Linked DNA regions of Capra hircus: region 2 is linked to region 1. Evidence: chromatin contacts called from public Hi-C data. All regions are on one chromosome and are shown on one strand. Each heading gives the region's core, a stretch centred on a gene start, on an enhancer-like site or on the middle of the called end of the contact. The rest is flanking DNA. Distances are from core to core; before and after follow the strand shown.

The links. Hi-C and Micro-C count contacts between places; a contact is called where the count stands out from the background.
Region 2: a contact with region 1 is called in a Hi-C map of liver, with 5 times the contacts expected there. The contact joins the promoter of LOXHD1 here to the enhancer-like site in region 1. A contact is called at or near these places in 2 of 5 Hi-C or Micro-C datasets (blood and liver).

The regions. Positions count from the first base shown.
Region 1 is chr24:46,137,777-46,145,440 of ARS1.2, reverse strand. No RefSeq gene overlaps it. Among named protein-coding and RNA genes, the nearest start is that of C24H18orf25, 23 kb to the left of the region's middle. Within about 2 kb of position 3,875, at least 2 of the 5 cell types and tissues checked have an H3K27ac peak or open chromatin away from gene starts, as enhancers often do.
Region 2 is chr24:46,624,813-46,631,695 of ARS1.2, reverse strand. It overlaps LOXHD1 (lipoxygenase homology domain-containing protein 1), which reads left to right and starts at 2,213. Exons shown (of 40, transcript XM_018039819.1): 1 at 2,213-2,342. The coding sequence starts at 2,213.

The DNA of each region.
Region 1 (7,664 bases), core at 2,626-5,125:
CTGCTCACCCACTGGAAGACCATTCTCCCTTCTCTGCCAAAACCAAAGCACCCAAAATCTCAGAGGGTCTCCAAAAGCTGGATCCAGAAAGACTCATGGATGTGACCTTAGTCTACCCATTCCCCCAGTTTATGGACGAGCAGCTGGAGCCCAGGGAGATTAAGGACTCTCCAGTGTGCTGGTTCTCGCTGTTGCATAACCAGCAACCACAATACGGTGGGTACAGACAGCACACGCTTATTAGCTCAGCTTCCTTGGGTCAGGGGTCTGACTTTAACTTAGTGGGTCCTGTGTCTCAGCGTTGTGATATGTTGAAATCAAGGTGTCAGGTGGGCTGCCATCTCATCAGGGTCTCGAGTGGGGAAAGGTCTGTTTCCAAGCTCCCTCGGGCTCCTGGCAGAATTCCTCTCCTGCGGTAGCAGGACTGAGGTCTTTGTTTTCGTGCTGGTACTCGGCCAAGTGTTCTCAGTGACTGAAAGCTGCCCACAGTTCCTCACCGAGGGCCTCTCCATAGATCCTCTCACAGCATCGAAATTTCTTCAAAGCCAACATGTGAGAGAGCCTTGGCCTCAGGGAAGGCCCGCAGTCCCTCTTTTGAAGCTTTTACCTGATTAAACCAGGCCCACTTACACTCATTTCCTCTTTGATTAAATAAAAATCAGTTGATTTGGGATCTTAATTACATCCTCAAAAATCTCTTCACCTTTGCCATATTCTGTTAGATATTAGACCACAGATCCTGCCCACGCTCAAAGGGCAGAGATCTTCCCAAACCAGGGATCAAACCCAGGTCTCCTGCATTGCAGGAGGATTCTTTCCTAGCTGAGCCAACAGGGAAACAGGGATAAATGCGGGAGACATGAAGCTTAGGGTCACTATATCACCACATGTCACCCTGCTAGATAAAAGCAGGGTTAAGGTAGAGAACCTAGGGTTCATATAGAAACAGGTTTCAGGGGTCAGTTACGTTTCAGAATTCAGACTGTTCTAGATTTTAGAAAGACAATCAGACAGTTACACCATAGACTCACAACATCCTTGGTGTAGTCTGGGACGGCACTCTGTAATCACTGTAGATTTCTGCAATGAAATATATGATTACTCATACCTAGTTGTACATGTAAACCAAAATTAGCTGCATGGTGGTTCAGGTGAGGTTTTGCTGCCAAATAAGCTTAGGTCAGATTAGGTTTTGCCAAATGAATTATGAAGGACTTTTGGGTTTTTAAAGCTTTGGGACTTTGGAAATTCCAGTAAAGGATTGTGGACATCTAATAACTAATACCCAGTGAGTTCTTGCTCACAGCAGATTTAGGCTAAGTCTTGTGCATTCTCAAAATCCTGTGAAGGGAGATATTTTCAAAATATCAATCATTTTCCTCTCCTTTCCTTCTTCTCTTTCAAGTGAGCTCTGTATTTACTGACTTGGGGGTTACCAAACTGGTAACTTGGAGTGTTACCAAACTGATTAACTGGATCTACTCTGGAGTTCTAGCCCAGGCTAAGACCCCTTATTTCATCCAGGGAGGTTCTTTTTCAATTGATTTTGTGCAGCCAATAAAAAAAAAAACAAAAAACTAAGACCAGAATGCTGCTGCTGCTGCTGCTGCTGCGTCGCTTCAGTCGTGTCCGACTCTGTGCAACCCCATAGATGGCAGCCCACCAGGCTCCCCCATCCCAAGATTCTCCAGGCAAGAACACTGGAGTGGGTTGCCGGAATAGCACAAGCTTTATTCAGTGGCTAATGAATGGAAAAACCAGACTGGTTCCAAATAGGAAAAGGAGTATGTCAAGGCTGTATATTATCACCCTGCTTATTTAACTTATATGCAGAGTACATTATGAGAAATGCTGGGCTGGAAGAAGCACAAGCTGGAATCAAGATTACCAAGAGAAATATCAATAACCTCAGATATGCAGATGACACCACCCTTATGACAGAAAGTGAAGAGGAACTAAAAAGCCTCTTGATGAAATTGAAAGAGGAGAGTGAAAAAGTTGGCTTAAAGCTCAACATTCCGAAAACGAAGATCATGGCACCTGGTGCCATCACTTCATGGGAAATAGATGGGGAAACAGTGGAAACAGTGTCAGACTTTATATTTTGGGGCTCCAAAATCACTGCAGATGGTGATTGCAGCCATGAAATTAAAAGACGCTTACTCCTTGGAAGGAAAGTTATGACCAACCTAGATGGCATATTCAAAAGCAGAGACATTACTTTGCCAACAAAGTTCCATCTAGTCAAGGCTATGGTTTTTCCAGTAGTCATGTATGGATGTGAGAGTTGGACTGTGAAGAAAGCTGAACGCCGAAGAATTGATGCGTTTGAACTGTGGTGTTGGAGAAGACTCTTGAGAGTCCCTTGGACTGCAAGGAGATCCAACCAGTCCATTCTAGAGGAGATCAGTCCTGGGTATTCTTTGGAAGGAATGATGCTAAAGCTGAAACTCCAGTACTTTGGCCACCTCATGCGAAGAGTTGACTCATTGGAAAAGACTCTGATGCTGGGAGGGATTGGGGACAGGAGGAGAAGGGGACGACAGAGGATGAGATGGCTGGATGGCATCACTGACTCAATGAACGTGAGTTTGAGTGAACTCCGGGAGTTGGTGATGGACAGGGAGGCCTGGCGTGCTGCGATTCATGGGGTCGCAAAGAGTCGGACATGACTAAGTGACTGAACTGAACTGAATGAATGGAAAGGCAGGAACCTGGTTCACAAATCAACCTGTCTCAACCTGATTAGGGCTGAGATACCAAATATACAGTATAGGAGGATCAAGTAAAAGGGAGGGATTTGGAAAGAGTCGGAGGAATGTTCATGAATTAGCTGAGCTTTGCTACTTGTCGTCAAGACAATTGTTAACTGTCATTGTGCCTGTGGGTATGTCATTTAGAGTCTTTATTTTTTTTCAGTGTTTATTTGGTTGCTCTGGGACTTAGTTGCAGCACGCAGGATCTTCAATTGCAGCATGTGGGATCTAGTTCCCAGACCAGGGATGGAACCTGAGCCCCGTGCATGGGGAGTCTTGGCCACTGGACCATTAAAGAAGTCCTCGTCATTCAGATTCTAATGCATTAGAAAGAGCGTATACTGAGGCTCAAGGTCCACTGGAAATCAAATCTTCCATCATCTTGGGCCTGGTTGGTTCGAAATTGTTTTTTCTCTTTGCAGCTTTTTCCTGAAACTTAGATAAGAGCAATCCATTTTTTTTGAGGGAGGGGCAGGGTATGACTCTGGGGCAGCAGCCTTGGTAACAGGGGCAGCTGGATGGGGTAGGAGCCTGTGAGTTTCTCCACCTTCTCTGCCGCCAAAGCTGTTCCAGCCCCAAATGGGGAGGGGACGTGGGGCTTTGATAAACCACTTTGGACAAGCGAAACCCAAAATAAGACACATCAAAACACTGGGAATAGATGCCTCACCCGAGGCTAGGGAGAGAAAAGATTTGGAGCTCCTGGAAGCACAGTTCTGCTGGCAGGACCCCAAGGGTTAGGGCCCAGCCTGCATCTAGACAAGCTGGGGCCCAGGGTGGGTGGCCTCTGCTTCTGGAGCGGACCACTGGCTCCTGACTAGACACTGTTGGCTCCAGCCGTCCTTAACTGCTCTCTCATAACGTGTGCAATGGAGGCCTTGCTTTGTAACCAGGAAGCTTTTCTCCTGCCAGATACTGACCCCGCTGCTAAATAGACAGTGCTCAATAAGTGCTCCCTCACTGATTTTTCAGGGAGGACTTGAAGGTGGAAGGGGTGGGGGTGCTCCAGACCCCTCCCTCCAGGGTAACGGCTAACTGCGGTTCACTCCCTCTGAAGTGTTTGGCTTAGGAGATCCTCTGATCTACTTCCTTACAACCTAGGTCAGGTTTCATTACATCATCCTCCACTCAAAGCGCCAGAGCCTAGTGGCAAATTGGTGCAATCCGCAGGCCTGAAGAGGCACACTGCTGCGCTGTGTCCCCGCTGGACTGAATTCCACCATGTGATTTTTGCCTCTGGCCCCAGAACCCCAGGGACAGCCTTTCAAGGAAAGGGTTTGTTCTTTTTCTTCCCCTTTGAAAGTATTTTTAAAATATGACTGCCCCCTGGTGGTTAAAATTATATATGTAAATGCTGCTGCTGCTGCTGCTAAATCCCTTCAGTCGTGTCCGACTCTGTGCGACCCCATAGACAGCAGCCCACCAGGCTCCGCCGTCCCTGGGATTCTCCAGGCAGGAACACTGGAGTGGGTTGCCATTTCCTTCTCCAACGCGTGAAAGTGAAGTCGCTCAGTCGCGTCTGACTGTTAGCGACCCCATGGACTGCAGCCTACCAGACTCCTCCATCCACGGGATTTTCCAGGCAAGAGTACTGGAGTGGGTTGCCATTGCCTTCTCTGATATATGTAAATACCAGTATGATGGGCTCAATAAAGGACAGAAATGGTAGGGACCTAACAGAAGCAAAAGATATTAAGAAGAGGTGGCAAGAATACACTGTACAAAAAAGATCTTCACGACCAAGATAATCACGATGGTGTGATCACTCACCTAGAGGCAGACATCCTGGAATGTGAAGTCAAGTGGGCCTTAGAAAGCATCACTACGAACAAAGCTAGTGGAGGTGATGGAATTCCAGTTGAGCTATTTCAAATCCTAAAAGATGATGCTGTGAAGGTGCTGCACTCAATATGCCAGCAAATTTGGAAAACTCAGCAGTAGCCACAGGACTGGAAAAGGTCAGTTTTCATTCCAATCCCAAAGAAAGGCAATGCCAAAGAATGCTCAAACTACCACACAATTGCACTCATTTCACATGCTAGCAAAGCAATGCTCAAAATTCGCCAAGCCAGGCTTAAGCAATGTGTGAACCGTGAACTTCCAGATGTTCAAGCTGGTTTTAGAAAAGGCAGAGGAACCAGAGATCAAATTGCCAACATCCGCTGGATCATGGAAAAAGCAAGAGAATTTCAGAAAAATATCTATTTCTGCTTTACTGTGTGGATCACAATAAACTGTGGAAAATTCTGAAAGAGATGGGAATACCAGACCACCTGACCTGCCTCTCGAGAAATCTGTATGCAGGTCAGGAAGCAACAGTTAGAACTGGACATGGAACAACAGACTGGTTCCAAATAGGAAAAGGAGTACGTCAAGGCTGTTATTGTCACCCTACTTATTTAACTTCTATGCAGAGTACATCATGAGAAACGCTGGGCTGGAAGAAACGCAAGCTAGGATCAAGATTGCTGGGAGAAATATCAATAACCTCAGATATGCAGATGATACCACCCTTGTGGCAGAAAGTGAAGAAAAGCTAAGGAGCCTCTTGATGAAAGTGAAAGAGGAGAGTGAAAAAGTTGGCTTAAAGCTCAACATTCAGAAAACTAAGATCATGGCATCCTGTCCCATCATTTCATGGCAAATAGATGGGGAAACAGTGGCTGACTTTATTTTTGGGGGCTCCAAAATCACTACAGATGGTAATTGCAGCCATGAAATAAAAAGACACTTACTCCTTGGAAGAAAAGCTATGACCAACCTAGATAGCGTATTAAAAAGCAGAGACATTGTTTTGCCAACAAAGGTCCATCTAGTCAAGGCTATGGTTTTTCCAGTAGTCATGTATGGATGAGAGAGTTGGACTATAAAGAAAGCTGAGTGCCGAAGAATTGATGCTTTTGAGCTGTGGTGTTGGAGAAGACTTTTGAGAGTCCCTTGGACTACAAGGAGATCCAACCAGTCCATCCTAAAAGAGATCAGTCCTGAATGTTCATTGGAAGGACTGATGTTGAAGCTGAAACTCCAAAACTTTGGCCACCTGATGCGAAGAGCTGACTCATTTGAAAAGACCCTGATGCTGGGAAAGATCGAGGGCAGGTGGAGAAGGGGATGACAGAGGATAAGATGGTTGGATGGCATCTCCGACTCAAAGGACATGAGTTTGAGCAAGCTCCGGGTGCTGATGATGAACAAGGAAGCCTGGCCTGCTGCAGTCCATGGGGTCGCAAAGAGTTGGATGTGATTCAGTGACTGAACTGAACTGAACCAAGTTTTTATTTTTAAAAACTCAATAATTTCTGAACAGAGGGACTTCCTTGACATGTTAATAAATCTGAACCTAGGCTTAAAGGTGAAGGCACTTTAGTAGAAGGATCTCCACTCAGTTCAGGAACACAGCAAAGTCGTTCCTTTTGTCAGGTTGCATTTTCCAACGGTGACCACAGTGATATCTTCCACGCTCTTCTTACAATGTAATCCTGACCTTCCAACCACTGGCTGGGGAGTGTATGTCCCTTTCTCTTGACTCTGTGGGTGGACTTCTAATACAGTGATGATGGAATTGAGGCTTTGTGACTTTCAAGATTTGTCATAAGAATGCTATTATATCTCTGCCTTGCTCTGTTAAAATGCTTAAAAACCAGCCATCAAATTGGAAATAAGCCCAGATCAGCCATCATGAAGAGACCACACAAAGACGTCAGGTGTTAATGTTTTAGCCCGAGGCTGCCAGCTTGAGATCCTGCCCAAAGCCAGCAACAACTGCCAGGCAAACAACTGAAGCATCCCTGGTGATTCTACCCCTCAGCTCTTTAACCATCCCCAGCCTTTCAATCTTCCCAACCTGAGGCTGTATACAGGATGGAGCAAACGTGAATAATGCCCACTGTGCCCCATCTCAGCTCCTCACCCAAAGAATCCACAGTTATTTTATGCCATTTGGGGTAGTTCATTATACAGTCCATGCACGCGTGCCAAGTCACTTCAGCCATGTCCAACTCTTTGTGACCCCAGGGACTGTAGCCCGCCAGGCTCCTCTGACCATGGAATTCTCCTGGCAAGAGTCCTGGAGTGGGTTACCATTTCCTCCTTCAGGGAATCTTCTCGACGCAGGGATTGTGTTTCTTGTCTTCTGCACTGGCAGGCGGGTTCTTTACCACTAGTGCCACCTGGGAAACAGTCATTGTACAGTAATAATGACTAAAACTTTTGCTGTTATTAATACCACCGTGACCACGTTGGCATGATAGTTCTTGCTGAGAAAAAAATAAGAAGATCCAAAGTTGATAAGGAGGAAGTAAACTTATATTATTTGCATGTGAAATAATTACATATCTGGAAAAGTCAAGAGAATACACTGAAAAAATATTAGGACAATAAGAGAATGAGGGGTTAGTTTCAAAATCTAATTTCTTTCTTTCTTTTTTTAAAAAAAGATTTAAATATTTATTTCTTCGGATACACCAGGTCTTGGGGCAACTCGGGATCTTTGACCTTTGTTGTGAATTCAGGGTCTTTGGTTGTGGCATGTGAACCCTTAGTTGCGGCATGTGGGATCTAGTTTCCTGACTAGGGATCGAACTCAGGCCCCCTGCATTAGGAGTGCAGAGTCTTAGCCACTGCACCATGAAGGAAGTCCCCTAAAACCTAATTTCTTTCCATTTTTACTTGCATAAATGACCAAAGTTGTGACTCCCATTGTCAAAATTTCTGTAACATTGCCTACTTATAATTGAAATTCTAATTTAGAGACATCATAAGTGGAGAATACACACTGGTTGCCAGCTTAGCAAATAGAACAAAATATAGGACACCCAGTTAAATTTGAATATTTGATAAACAACAAGGACAGTTCTAGCATAACTGTGCCCCATTAGTCCTGTTTGTTAGAAGGAAATAGATAAGTTC
Region 2 (6,883 bases), core at 964-3,463, 490 kb before region 1:
CTCCACCATCCCCAGGTGCCTGCCACTCCATGTCACAGAATGTTGCGGCTACTGGACTGAGAGTCTGCCAGCCCAAACCCCCAGAGGCTCCTGGAGTGCCCCCTGCTGTCGGTAGACAAGCAATGCCAGCTGCCCTCACATCTCTGTGACGTGCTCACCCTAGGCAGCACTCAGCGTCCCATCCTTCTTTCTGGATTGAGTTGAAACCCGCCTTTAATCACCCGCAGTCCTAAGACTGCCCTTTCAGCCTTAGTCTAGACAGTCACTCACATTTGTAGACCCTCAAAATGTCCTCTTCTCCAGGCCCAACTTGCTCTCAGAACGGTATTGGTTCTGGAACACTCACTTTACAAACATGCCGTGTAAAGTGTGTTTTCTTTTCAGCCTATTCTGTTTTCCTTGTAGCTGCTTTGTAGATCTGCCTGTCATTTGTTCATCCATCCACTGAGCATCCATTCATTCACTGAGCAAGCGGGTCCCAAAGCCAGTAGTGTGCCAGACATCTTATAGGTACTGGGAGCCTAGCAGTGAGCAAGGGGCATACAGTGAGCAATGGGGCATGGTCCCTGCCCCCAGAGAGCTCAAGGCTGGGAGAGGCAGGGGAGGGGCATCAAGTAGACAGGGCCTTGCAGGACAGTCTTCAGGAAACTGGCTGTTTCATCTGTTCATTAGTGTCTCTGATGTGTTACTATGGGCTGGGACCCACAGAGGAAGGACACTGGGGTTTGTCCTTGCATATGGGACCTGAAGGAGAGCTTCTGGGACAATCTGAGATGATAATGAAGCATCACTGAACCCCCCCTCCCCCCCCCATTCCTGCCATGCAAAATAAGAGAGGATTCCTGAGTCATGAATGTTTATTAAGCTTCTACTATGTTCCAGAGGCTTCTGCTGACTGAGCACTTTCTCCAAGTGTTCGATAGATTTTAGTGAATCATGCTCCCCCTTTTACAGATGGGGAAACTGGCTTGTCCGAGCTGCACAGCCAGGAGGTGGTAGGCAGACCAGTTTTGTCTTATGACCTTAGTTTTATCTGATGACCTCACACAGCCAGAGAGAGGGATGAAAGTTCCAAGTGGACTGAAAACTTCCAGCATTTCAGGATTTACATAGACATTTTACAATTCAGGCTGTAAGAAATCTTAATAAAATCTTAATAAAATCAGCAAAGAAGAGGGATCTAGTGGCCCTAAGGGAAACTTTCTTGCTGACCAGGGATAGGGAGGGGCCTCTGGTCCTCTTGCTGTGACTCAGAACCCCACATGGGGCTGCAGGGAAGGTGAGGGCTGAGAGGGGCAGGCATCTGGGTGGGCGTTCAGGGTTTCTACTATTTCACTGCAAGGTGCAGAGAGTGATACAAGCAAATGGAAAGCTCTTGTTAGAACAGATGCTGGTCAACTTTGCCAGCCTGTCAGGGTGCTGTGGAGGTCACCTAGGACTCTGTGGGCTTCCCCAGCATCCTTGGCTTCAGCTGTAGGAACTCAGGACTCAGGAAGCACCTTGTGGGTGGTCTGAGTGTTCATCAGAGCACCAGGTCTCTCCTGGCTGAATGGCCTCTTCTCAAGGCGATGAAAATGGAGAGGTTGAGAAGGACCCAGTTAGAACTTTGCCTGCCTTGTAAGATGAGCAGAGGTCATAAATAATAGAGAGAAACTGAGTCCTCTGAGTCAGGGGGCCCAGCTGATTTGGGGCCCTGCATGCCTCAGGAAGGCCCCAGGTCCTGGGGGCATCTTATCATGGCCCTTGATGCTGCAAGACTGGGGTGTCTTTAGGGGGGAGGCCCCACATGTCCCTGGGGTGGGGGGGGCCCTGCTGTGAGGCCAGGTAGGAAACAGATGCCAAGGGCTCATGTCACCTGATTCTCCATGAAAAGAAGAGAGGAGGGTGGGCGGGAGGGGAGGGGTAAGGAGGACAGCCTGTCCTCAGTCCCGGTGAATAAGTCATGAGGCCCAAGGAGAGCCCACGGCAGGTGCAAAGGAGGTGACGGGGGAGAAGGAGCCAGAGACAGGGGCCAGGGGCAGGAAGAGCTGGGGTAAAGCCCTGAGGTCCTGTTTAGGGGCCAGCGGGGAGAAAGGAGCGGAAGGGCTCTGGACACGCGTGGGCTTTGGCCCACCCGAACGTGTGTGCAGGAGCACAAGGAGAGGGGGTCCTGGGAGGGGCCAGGGAGTGGGCACGCTGAGCCAGCGAGGGCCAGGAAGGGGCAGCCGGCACAATGATGCCCCAGAAGAAAAAGAGGAGAAAGAAAGACATTGACTTCCTAGCCCTGTATGAGCAGGAGCTGCTGAACTACGCCTCAGGGGATGACGAGGAGGAGCTGGAGCACGATTACTACAAGGCCAAAGGTCTGCCGGGTCCTGGCTGTGGGGAGGGGGGCCCATCCGACCCATCCCTCGCTCCGACTCGACCCCTTTCCTGCGGACTATCCTGTTGGGTCTGTACTGCATCCCTTTGGGGATGCACGAGGGCCCCACTGTACTGAGGGCCACAGAATCGCAGTGGCACAGAACAGACTAGAACAGAAGTGCCCACCCTCTCCAGCTCCCATACCTCCAGCCCACTCTCTGCGGGGCAGCCTGCATGTGAAGGACCTGTGGGAAGAGACCTGGGTGCTCATCACGTGCTCAGCAGGGGCTCAGGGCTGCTGCCCGCTGTGGCCGACGGAGAGGGAGTCCTGGGGCTTTGCAAGGCGATGCTGTGGTCCACTCGGGGAGGGCAGTTGGCTCTTTGGACCCAGGGCCCTGGCCTTTTAGTCTTCCTTTCCTCTGGGGCACATGGCAGCTGCTTGGAAATACTCTACCTTCACGTCAAGTAAACCAGAGAAGGGGTGAACTAGGGACCCAGGAGCCAGTTTTGGCTTAAAGGGGGCTTTTGTTTGCTTTGGTGGTTTTTTTTTTTTTTTTTTTTTTTTTTTAGCTTTGCTTTTACAATTAAAAAAAATGTTTGACTGTGAATGCCTATTAGGCAGTGGATTTATCACTCGTGTGTGTGTTTGCTCAGGTGTTGTCTGACTTTTTACAACCCAATGGTCTGTAGCTTGCCAGGCTCCTCTGTCCATGGAATATTCTAGGCAAGAATGTTAGAGTGGGTTCCATTTCCTTCTCCAGGAGATATTCCCGACACAGGGATTGAACCCACATCTGTTATATCTCCTCATTGGCAAGCAGATTTTTTTTTTTTTTTTTTTTTACCATTTTGCCACCTGGGTTTCACGCATCAGTGCTGCCTACCTGATCTCTGAAGACATTAAATTCTCAGTGCTCCCTCTAAACTGGCTCACTACCCCCTGTAAGCACCAGATTCACCCATTCATTCACCAAAGAAGTACTGAATGCATATTCTGTGCCCACCGTGGGCTTCTGCTCCTCCTTAATCCCCATCCGTTGGGAGTTCCTTGATTATACCCCATCTGTAGGGCTTGTTCCCCAGCCAAACCTGACCTCTGTGTGGGTGGGGCCCTCCTTTCTTTGTCCTGTCTTCTCACCCTATTCCCAGCACAGTCCCAAGCTCAGAGAAGGAGGTCATCGCCGTGGCGCCGTGAAGGCTGTGGTTCTCCTGGGGCCCCTTTCCCAGCTCCATGTCCCAGGCATCTCCTGGAGTGGAGGTGGGGGTTGTGGGGAGGGACAAGGGGCCTAGAATGAGTGAAGTATTGCCGCCTTTTCTCAGGACGTGCGGTCCAGTGGCGGGGAGGGGCATTGAGGCTAGGTGTTAGGACAGCACTCTTGATAAGTACTCTCAGCTTTGGGGTGATTCACCCTGGCCAGCACGACTGCTGGTGAGAACATTCGAGAAGCTTTCATAGCTGCCACAATGTCCACTTCTGTTCATGGGCTCTGCCTGCCTCAGTGTGACTCACAGCTTCCCTCTTCTCTTTATCCTTCTCAAAGCATTTCCACTTCTGTTCTCACTTTTAATCCTCGAGATCCCCGAGTACAGTCCAGGCAGGTGTGATTGGTCTCAGGCTAAGGACAGAGGCTCCGAGAACTGAAGTGATTTCAGCAAGGTCACTGGCAGGAAAGACAAGAGCTTCAACTGTTCCCAAGACAAGTCCCCACTTCCGGTCAGGATGCTATTCAATAGAATCATGGATTTAAAGCATCAGGCACCACACTGAGCACTTTACTTATGTGGATTGGCTTCATCTTCACAACAACGCATGTAAGAAAAAAAAAATAAATAAATAAACATAAAATAAAAAAAAAAAAAAAAGAGAAAAAAAAAAAAACAAAGATGCGGGTTGGATTCTCAAAATCTTCTTTTTCAGATGCATCAAGTGAGGCACAAGGAAGCTAAATAAAGTGCCTAAGGTCACAAATCTATTAAGTAGCAGAGTTAGGATTTGAATCTTGCTGGTTTGGCTGGTCCTTGCCCTTGTACTGCCCCATCTTGACTGTGCTAAACATAGCTGGAGAAGAGCAAGCCGAGGTGAGTGCCCCGTGACATTCCTAAGAGGCATGGACCCACTGACTCTGCAGTCAGCCACAGGATGGGGTGATGAATGTGGATGGTGCTGACTGTAGTCACATTGTGAGCTTTGCCTGCACTGTCGCGGTTATCCTCTCAGCTTTAGAACAGTGTGTCACCTACGCCCTTTGAGCACTGGGTTCTTCGGTTACTTGGAGAATCTTGCTGAGCGTGATGGGGAAGAAGAATAAGGAGAAAGGCCTAGGTTTCCTTCTCTGTTCCTCGGGTCGCCTCCAGGCTACACTGGAGTTCACCAACAGCCAGAGGAAGGTGAGCAGCTCTCTTGAGGCTCTGAGGGTACAGGCTGAGCCTGGTGCATTGGTCCACCTCCTGACATACATAGGGCCCATGAGGACAAGAGAGTGACTCCTCCAGAATCTGGGTTTCAAAGAGACCTCAGAGGCTGTCTTGCCCAAGCTTCCAGCCCTGGGGCCCTTTTTCTCTCCTGTGTCTCAGACAGGGGCTGCCCAGTGTCTGTGGGAATACAATTTCCCAAGGCAGCCTTCTTGGGGATGTTGTTAATGAAAATGATGACAGTCACGTTGAAGACGATGCTGATGTCATTGATGACAACAACAGAGATGATGATGGTGCTGATGATGGTGATGGGATGATGGTAACACTTTATCACTTACGGAATGCATATCTTTCATCCAACCGAGGGAGCATCTGTAAGATAAATTCCCAGAAATGGAAATAGGCTGGGTCAATGACGATGAAAGTTGAAGACTGTTTTATTTGGTTCAATCCTTATAATCATCCTTCAGAGAAGAAATCTCTACTTCAGCGATGAGGAAAATGAAGCTCAGTAAGAGATTTGTTTGAAATCATAGAGGCAGTGATGGCAGAATTGAGATTACTTATTGGTCAATTTATTTCACAGTCCACATCCATTTCATTGATTGTTTCATTCATTAATTGTCTTTCCATTCTTTCATCTGTGTGATTACTTATTGAGCACCTTCCATTTGTCATGCTCTCTGCTAGGAGAAGCCTTGTTGCTGCTGACAGTTCTTCTTCGTGCTGCTCAGGGGATTTTACTGTTTGGGACCCTCTGGACCAAACAGAATTTTGTGTTTTCCATGAGATATTTGTCCTCTCTAAGACAGTTCTTCAGCTGTTTGAAAAACTTTTAAATTAAAATTTTTAAATTGAGGAAACACACACATACATATGGGCTTCCCAGATGGCTCAGTGTCAATGGTAAAGAATCTGTTTGCCAATGCAGGAGCCTCAGGAGACATGGGTTCAATCCTTAAGTCTGGAAGATTCCCTAGAGAAGGAAATGGCAACCCACTCCAGTATTCTTTGCCTGGAAAATCCCATAGACTGAGGAGTCTGGGAAGCTATAGTCCCTAGGGTCACAAAGAGTTGGACATGGCTGAGCATGCACAAACACACATAGAATATTATATATATACTGTATATATATAGCACAAAACTCATAAAAGTACAGCATGTTGAATTTTTACAAATGTGCATGCTTGTGTAACCACCATTGAGAACAGGACATAGAACATTTCTAACCTCCAGAAAGTTCCTTCACTCTCCTTCTCAGAGGTAATAGCCCTCCTAATTTTATCACTATACTTTTGTTTTTTGCTCTTGAACTTCATATAAGTTGAATTATATAGCACATTTTTGTGTGTCTAGCTTCTCTTTCACTCAACATTATATCCAAGAGATTTACCTATGTTGTGACTTTTACATAGCTTGTTCATTTTTATTATTTGTGTATTATTGCATTTAATAGATATATCACCCTTTGTTTAACCATTCTATTGTTGATGGACTTTGGCGTCATTTTAGTTATTATGGATAAAGATGCTACAGATCTTGTACATATCTTCAGATGAACACATGCACTCATTTCTCTTGGATTTATAACTGGAAGTAGAATCACTGAGTCATAAAGTGGGCTTATGTTTAGTTACCAGGGCTTGTACCAATTTACACTTAGCAGCAATGTATGGGGCTTCCCTGGTGGCCTAGCGGTAAAGAATCGCTTGCAATGCAGGAGATCGCTTGCAATGCAGGAGACTGCCTGCAATGCAGAAGACCCAGTTTTGATTCCTGGGTCAGGAAGATGTGCTGAAATGGCAGCCCACTCCAGTATTCTTGCCTGGAAAGTCCCATGGACAGAGGAGCCTGGCGGGCTCCAGTCCATGGGGTCGCAAGAGTTGGACACGACTTAGTGACTAAACCACCAGCACCACCAGTAATGTATGAGAGTGCCAATGGCTCCACATTCTTGAAATTACTGAGTATTTGTCCATCCTTTTAATTGTAGGCATTCTGGTGCATATATAGTAGTGTCTCATTGTATTTTAATTTGCATTTCCCTTATGAATAATGATGTTGAGTCTTTTTCCATTTGGTTTCCTCATTTATGACATGCTTATTTAAGTATTTTGTCCATTTT